Linked DNA regions of Astyanax mexicanus: region 2 is linked to region 1. A link is a contact called in public Hi-C data. All regions are on one chromosome and are shown on one strand. Each heading gives the region's core, a stretch centred on a gene start, on an enhancer-like site or on the middle of the called end of the contact. The rest is flanking DNA. Distances are from core to core; before and after follow the strand shown. Region 1 overlaps rbms1a (RNA binding motif, single stranded interacting protein 1a). Region 2 holds the start of psmd14 (proteasome 26S subunit, non-ATPase 14).

Evidence for each region. Hi-C and Micro-C count contacts between places; a contact is called where the count stands out from the background.
Region 2: a contact with region 1 is called in a Hi-C map of muscle, with 15 times the contacts expected there. The contact joins the promoter of psmd14 here to the enhancer-like site in region 1. A contact is called at or near these places in 3 of 3 Hi-C or Micro-C datasets (blood and muscle).

What each region holds. Positions count from the first base shown.
Region 1 is chr16:12,654,251-12,658,186 of AstMex3_surface, forward strand. It overlaps rbms1a (RNA binding motif, single stranded interacting protein 1a), which reads right to left. Exons shown (of 14, transcript XM_022669582.2): 8 at 3,862-3,911; 9 at 2,855-2,942; 10 at 1,718-1,768; 11 at 640-750; 12 at 427-507; 13 at 75-153. The coding sequence ends at 79. Among protein-coding and RNA genes, the nearest start is that of itgb6, 15 kb to the left of the region's middle. Within about 2 kb of position 1,956, the one cell type or tissue checked has an H3K27ac peak away from gene starts, as active enhancers do.
Region 2 is chr16:12,700,784-12,704,857 of AstMex3_surface, forward strand. It overlaps psmd14 (proteasome 26S subunit, non-ATPase 14), which reads left to right and starts at 1,500. Exons shown (of 11, transcript XM_007237334.4): 1 at 1,500-1,607; 2 at 3,593-3,649. The coding sequence starts at 3,602.

The sequences.
Region 1 (3,936 bases), core at 706-3,205:
CAGATCGTCTGGGCTCTGAATGAGCAGCTTGTAATATGTCAGTGCTGCTGTGTAGCATCACTTTTAATAATTACCCTCTTATTGCTTGCTAGTTTGGAACGGGTAAGGGGAGGGATCATTGGAGGTCACATCCTGGGCCTGCACACTGGGATCCTGTGTAGAAAAAAAAAACAAGAAAATACATAAAATCACACTTTGATTTAATAAGGAATTAATTTTTTTAAATAAATTAATTTAGATTTAATTAATAAATAAAATATTGCATTAAAGGGAGAAATCTAAGCTACATCAGCTATTTCCAGCTAGTTCTTCAGCTGTGCTTAAATATTGACAAACCACATCTTTCTCAAAATACTATATAGTACCCTGTTGTTTATGGTAGGTAAAAAAAAAAAAGAGAAAAAAACAGCAGGGTTTCAGGGTTACCTCTGTGGCGATGGTGGTGGGCTGGATATGGGCATACTGAGGAATATATGCTCCTTGCATAGCTGTGTTTGCAGGAATAAACTGTAAAATCGCACACACACACACACACACACACATAAATAAACACATACACTGTATGAACAAAGAAGTCCAAACATAGTAGACAGTAATAGTTACTGTAATAGTTTTGGCTGGCGGTTTATATGGTCTTACCGTAGCAGTGCCACCCAGAGAGAGATGGCCCATCTGCTGGGTCAGAGGAGCCAACATGGAGGACGGCTGTAGTGGCATGGGGTGCTCCATAGGGGGCGACAGTACAGCTCCCTAAAACATGAGAAAGAGAGAAAGCACAGAGAGTCAGATCTACTGTCTGAACCCAGCAAAAAAAAAGAGAATCTGTAGCAGGTTGATTTTACCAACTTGAAAACCTCTAGAATATAATCAAGACAAAAATAGATGATCACAAGCCATCAAACCAAGCTGGACTGCTTGGATTTTTGCACCAGGAGTGGCATAAAGTTATCCAAAAGCAGTGTGTAACACTGGTGGAGGAGAATATGCCAATATGCATGAAAACAGTGATTAAAAAACATGGTTATTCCACCAAATATTGATTTCAGAACTATTAAAATTTTATGAATATGAACTTGTTTTCTTTGCATTATTTGAGGTCTGAAAGCTCTGCATCGTTTTTGTTATTTCAGCCATTTCTGATTTTCTGAAATTGTTTATTTGGAATTTGGGAGAAATGTTGTCCGTAGTTTATAGAATAAAACAACAATGTTCATTTTACTCAAACATAAACCTATAAAATAGAAAAATCTGAGAAACTGATTCAAAAATTGTGGTCTCTTAATTTTTTCCAGAGTTGTATATACACATTTTACAGCTAGAATTAACATGCGGTCTGGGTGATCCGATCAGTCCAGTCTCCATCACAACCCACATTGTGAATGGAATACAGTGCATCTCAAGCACGCACGTAATAAACTTAATTAATTTAAACCGATCACATTTGAAGGTGATCAGAAATACTTATTACCACATTATTATTGCAGTCTGAATGCCAAACCTGCTGAAACTGTATAACAACCTAAAATAACAAGCTAATGAATACAAGTGATGAGATGATCAGATCCCCGGGACACATACACACTCTCAGACGCGTGTTGTGGAAGTGGTGCGTGTTGTGTAATATCTCTGGTGATTTGAGGAGGAACGAGGAGTGAGAGAACGAGTGAGGGAGAGAAGAAGAGACAGGAAGGAGAACAGGAATTTTTTTTTTCCTCACCGGGTGCTGCATAATGTAAGGCTGATGTGTCATCCAGGAGGGATTCTGAACCTGTAAACACACAAACACACACACACAGTAAAAAACACAGATCAGAGCAGGTTAAAACTGATAGCCAAAACTCAGTTTAGCACAATGTAGAAGAAAGAGAGAGAGATGGAGAGGAAGAGAGAGATTGACAGAGAGATACAGACAGAGACACAGAGAGAGAGGGTGTGAGAAATCGCATGTGATAGACACAGTGAGAAAGAGAGAGGAGAGAGACAAAGAGAGAGATAGATAGAGAGAGGGAGTGTGAGATGGAAAGAGAGAGATACACAGAGTGAGAGATACAGAGAGAGCGTGAGAGAGAGATATAGAGAGTGTGAGAGTGAGAAGAGATATAAAGAGAGAGAGAGTAAGAGTGAGAGAAACTGTGAGAGAGATACATAGAGAGAGGGGTGAGAAATATGTAGTGTGATAGACACCGTGAGAAAGAGAAAGAGAAAGGAGAGAGACAAAGAGAGAGAGTGTGTGAGAGAGATACAGGGTGTGAGAGAGTGAGAGAAAGAGATACAGAAAAAGAAAGAGAGAAACTGTGAGAGAGCGATATATATAGAGAGAGGGTGTGAGAAATAGAGTGTGATAGACACCGTGAGAAAGATAAAGGAAAGAGACAATGAAAGAAAGATACAGAGTGTGAGAGGATGAGGAAAAGATACAGAGAGAGAGAGAGAGTAAGAAAGAGAGAAACTGTGAGAAAGAGAAAAGAGAAAGACAAAGGGAGAGATAGAGAGAGTGTGAGAGATAGAGATAAAGAGTGTGAGAGTGAGAGGAAGAGATACAGAGAGAGAGAGTAAGAAAGAGAGAAACTGTGTGAGAGAGATACATAGAGAAAGGGTGTGAGAAATAAGAGTGTGATAGACACTGTAAGAAAGAGGAAAGAGAGAGAGAGATACAAAGAGTGAGAGAGTGAGAGGAAGAGATATAGAGAGAAAGAAAGTAAGAGTGACAGAGAAACACATAGAGAGTAAGAAAGAGAGGAGAGATGCACAGGGAGCAAAAGGTAGAGAGAATGAGAGATACAGACAGAAAAAGAGAGAGAGAGAGAGAGAGAGAGAGGAGTTAAAGATAGCAAGAAAAAAAGAGAGAGCGTACCGGGTAGGTGGAGACGGGTGAGATGTAAGGGGTCACAGCAGTCTGGGGCATTATTCTGTTGCCCATGCTGTAGGGAGAGGCGTAGTACCTGAAAGGGTTAAAATAATCCATATGTTACACCTTAAAATTTAGGTTCAATCACAAAAATAACAACAGACATTCTACACACTACACACGGGCATTCTGATTGGTTAATAGTTTGATCACCTGAGCCAGAAGAGTAAATGAAAGTGGAGAGGAGAGCTCTCATTTAAACATCCCTTTATCTGTTTATTGCAAATTAACCTAATAATGCTGATGTCTGTAAGTTTAGGATTTTGGGCCCTCTCTGGTGAGAATGGGTAATTGAGCGAGCATGCGGAAGAATCCTTTTAAACTGGGCAGGTGTAATTGCGATTCCAGGTTATGTTCAGTCAGAGTGAGAGAGGGAGCGCACTCAGTCAGAAACTTCACTTCAACTACACACTTTGTTTTTACTATGAGTGAATGAATTACTGAGCTCTGAGTTTCCCCTTCTGAAGTCTCCATTGCTCCACCAGCCACTCACATTCAGTAAAACTGAGCCAGATCCTCTTTTAGAGGCTGTACATGTGACATAAGTACGTAAAGACACGTGACGTGGTTAGAAGAACTCCCACGAAAAGTGACCCGACACCCCAGTTTTTAAAAATGAATATATTAGGCTTAGCAGGGATGGTCGTTCCAGCACACTGGTAGCATAAAAGACAATATTTTATCCCTTCTCCACTCAGAAATGCTTCTGCCTTTAGTTTAGAAACAAAATAATAATAATATGGACTGCCACTTTAAATATTTACTATCCATACACAGATAGAAAGACCTTACACTAAGAGCTCTGCCCCAGTTCAGTACTGGCTGCCAGTGTGAGAGAATTTAAACAGACTGGAGGACTTTAAAAGACAACATTCACTGAAACGTGATCTAAAGTGAAAGCTATACAGAGTCGAGGAGGAATGTGGCCCCAGTAAGAGTATGGTAACACTTACCCGTTCTGAAGGGCAGTCGCGTTCGGGTCATATGTCAGCGTGATGCCACTCTGAAGAGGAAAGACAAACAAAAAT
Region 2 (4,074 bases), core at 250-2,749, 46 kb after region 1:
GGAACCAGGAATTCTGCTGTTTACCAGACAATCCTGAAGAAGAATGAAGCTTTCTGTCCTAGTACAGCTCTTTATCTCAAATAAACCTATCAGATGTGTTTGGTGTGAGGACGACATCTACTGGTTAACTGTTCTCTTCACATTAAAAAAGGATGACATTGTACTGTCCTGAAAAAACACTTACAATTTCTGCAAAACAGAATAACACTATCCATAATTCAAAACTGTTATATACAAGTCATATAAACACATTATATAAGTGTTAGCAGTGAGTGAGTCTTTAATCAATGTGGGTGAATAAAGCTAAACTGCTCAAAAAACATGACCCATTAATGTATGGACTAATTAATCCCACTGTTTGCTGTGATTAATCACGATTAATTGCATTTTTCCTTCCTTTTCAACAATAAAACTTTAATAATAGATATTTAAATGTAAATGTAATATTGTGCACAATCCATGAGAGCTGCTTGATTAGTTATTTTTAATTCAAAAGGACCTTGTGGACACGCCTTAATGGCTCTGATTTAATTAACTCATTCACATGCCTTAATAAGTCGTGGCCACTCCTCAATTATCTTGTTCGCATGCCTTAATTATCTCATTATACATTATTTTTATATGATGTCACCTTAGGGGCTCTATAGTTTCCAGATTAATCACGCATGTGTTAGCGCTGAAAAACTATTTTTCTTGAAATAAAGAATGTTGTATATTTTTGCATTTTTCTACAGTAAACGCGTTTTAGGCAGTAAAGTTTAGCATAACTACGACTGTGAGCTAAGACAGGTTTAAAACTTTTATTTAAAAGCTTTAAAATAATAAATTAGAACATTTTAGTATAAAAATAATCAATATAATGTATGTATATAATGTATAAAGCATTTTTCTTCAAGTTCTCCAGATGAACCCACCGAATTTAAACTTAAACTGGAGCGCCCTCTATTGTCTGACACCCTGAATCACATTCTTAAGCGGGTATTCTCCTGTCTACAGGTTCTCTGCCTGAACTCAACTGTGACCATTTTAATATAGGTGATGAAGAAAGGATATAGAAAGGATATAGAAGATGATACATATAAATTTTGACATTCGAGATAAAAAAAGTTTAAATAAGATTTTTAAAAATGTAAATAAAAGCTCTATAGAAAACAACAAAACAAAAAAATTCAAATTTTAAACAAACAAATTTTGTAGCTCAAAGCTAAATGTGGTACTTAGAAGAATCTAAGAATCTAAAGTACAAAACAATTCTGCTTTGTGTAGCTATAATGACTTCAATATTACATTTACAATGTTAAGAAAACGCATTAAATGAGAAGAGGTGTGTTCAAACTTTTGACTTGTATTGTATAAATGTAAATTGTAAATGTATTTATGTGTGAACGTATTTATATATAAATGTGAACCTGTTTGTATTTTCCATGAGTTAGTTAATTGGGATTAAAGGCAGTACTCTTATTTTGAAATGACCAGACTGTTATTTTGAAATATCTCTACAGGATTCGGTTGCTTTCACCCACTTCACTGCGGTGATTCGGGCTGATTCATTGTAGCCCCGCTGGAGCTTCAGCTCAGATTCAGAGGACTGTGCTCAGGTTTAACAGGTAAAGCCGCTGTTAATATGAAACGTTGGGTTCGCGGGTTTTATTCCGAGAGTGCTGTGATGGTTTAATATTTTGAAATTGTCGTTAGTCTGTGGTTTGGTATTTTATGTCTTTAAATTCAGCACTCATGTAGCTACTTAGCATCCTAGCTAGCTTCCTGGCTAACTCTCTCTAGCGTTGCGCTGCGTTAGCGGCTAGCTGTTAACGGCTAATCGAGTATATTAGTTAGCGTAGAAGCCTGTTTTTAGCGCTGTCCATTTGCTGGTTATATTTTGGCTTCTTGGTTTGAACAGGATTCATTAGCGAGACGTCGAGTTGGCGTTTCTGTAATGTAAGTTAGTTTATGTGTTTGCTCTGTTTAATAGTCCGGTAAGCAGGTTACTTAGCTAACTAGCTAACCGAACCATATTAGCACTGCAGTCTGTTAGCGTTAGTTAGCTTAGCTTTATTTATATGATGACACAGGCTATTTGCACCCATGTTTAAATAAAAGTGTTCACTATTACTGAAAAGCTCTATATGGACGTCAGTGTTAAAAAAAGCTCCCGTTTCAAGTTTATAAACACAAAATTATGTTCGAATAAAGTTAACTTATAGAATTCAGCACTGAGGGACCGAAGAGTGATGCTGCTCTGTCAGCCTCACATAGATTAACTTAGTTAGCCTAGGTTAGTTTAACTACTCGTGTCAGGTATAAAGCGTTTTTAACACTGGTATTTAATTTTTTTAAACATTTTGTAATCTTAATTAATTTAAAGCAATTTAATTTAGTCTAAGTAACGTAACGTTAGCTAGCTAGCTATACTGAGTCACAGTTAGCTAATGTTAGCCAGTTAGGGATGTGTTACAACAATAGTGAGCTGCTGTGCTCCTGCTGTCATGGATTAAGATTTAGGGCTGGTCGAGTTGGCCAAAATTTATGTCACAATAGATTTATTAATCTCAGTTAATATATACTTTTAATACCAGTTTAAAGAGTAAAGCAAGCCACCGACCTTGATGTACATAAACACAAATTGAATGTGCTGAGTGAAATAATTAAAATAATATCACAATATTTAAAGACTTTTTTTGTTTGCTTGTTTTTTGTTACAATATCAGCAGTGGCAAGTTCTGCTGTTATGTTATTCAGATACACTTTCATGAAAATTACAGTGATTTCGCTCTCTTTAATATGTACAGTTGGGTCAGTGTATGTTTTGCACTGATTATATGCTTGATATGTTTAAAAAAAACATATTGTAGATACAATACATTTTTTTAGCACAATACAATAAAATATCTATATCTTGCCCAGGTTATAGGGGTATCAGTAAATATTAAAATTGTAAGATTTTGCTTGGCAAGTATGGAAAGTTAAAATACCATGATTTATTATAATTCTAATGACATTAATCTTCTTGTCTTGTTATGAAAATGACACTCAGTTCATTTGAGGTAAGAAACTATGGTCAATTTTGCTTTAAAAATCTTTTAATCGCATGTCTAATTATTTGGATCCTCAAGTTTATTTAAATATTCATACACACTACTCAATTTCTGTTAGCGATACCCAAGTTGCTATATATAACTTTATAACTAACCTTTGAACATGTTATGTTTTATTTTAAGATTTATTTGCTTTAAACACTAATATGGTCATTAATTCTTTTTTTTTTTTTTTTTTTTTAAGCTGTACGGCATCTATATGTAGTAGGTCATTCATGCTGTATAGACGCGCCCACAATTAAAATAAATCGTATGCCCAAAGGGCAAAACAGATTAAAAACTAAGTAGATGCTGTACACTGATTGGTGGGCTGCTTGGTGCTTCTTTTCCAATGTTAGCTCATATGTTATAGCTGGTCTCTTAAAACAATATATGTGCTTTAAAAATATTGTAAATTTTGTAGCAATGGTTTATTCTTCAGTGTTTAACTTAAATCAGTGTTTGTGACTGATTTTTACTGTTTATTTTATCTTGAGTTTCTTCGTGTTTTGGCACAGAGAGACAAAATGGACCGGCTGCTCAGGCTTGGTGGTGGGATGCCCGGACTCGGACAGGTAAAGGCTCCTAATAATGATGATATTGTGTTGTTATTAGATGGCTTCTCATTGATTTATATAGTTAAACCATGTTGTGTGGAACTGCTAACCACACAGATTCTCCTGACAAATCTAGGAAAAATAGAGCCTGTTTAACTTAACAATTCTGCATTTTCAATTTCATGCATTTATCTATAGTGACATTAGGAATCACTTCAGTTTGTACAATTTGTAAAATATTTATTTACCAGCAGATGTGTGCTGGGAAAATACCAGACTGTAGGAAAATGCTTTATGATAAAACTTAAACTATATTAAAGAATAAAAACACTCTTCTTCCTCCTGTTTTACCACCAGCCTGATTATTATTAAAGCAAGATCTCTCCCTTCTCTCAGCATCTTTTCTCTCTCATCAGTCACTAGTAGGATATCGACCGCAGCTG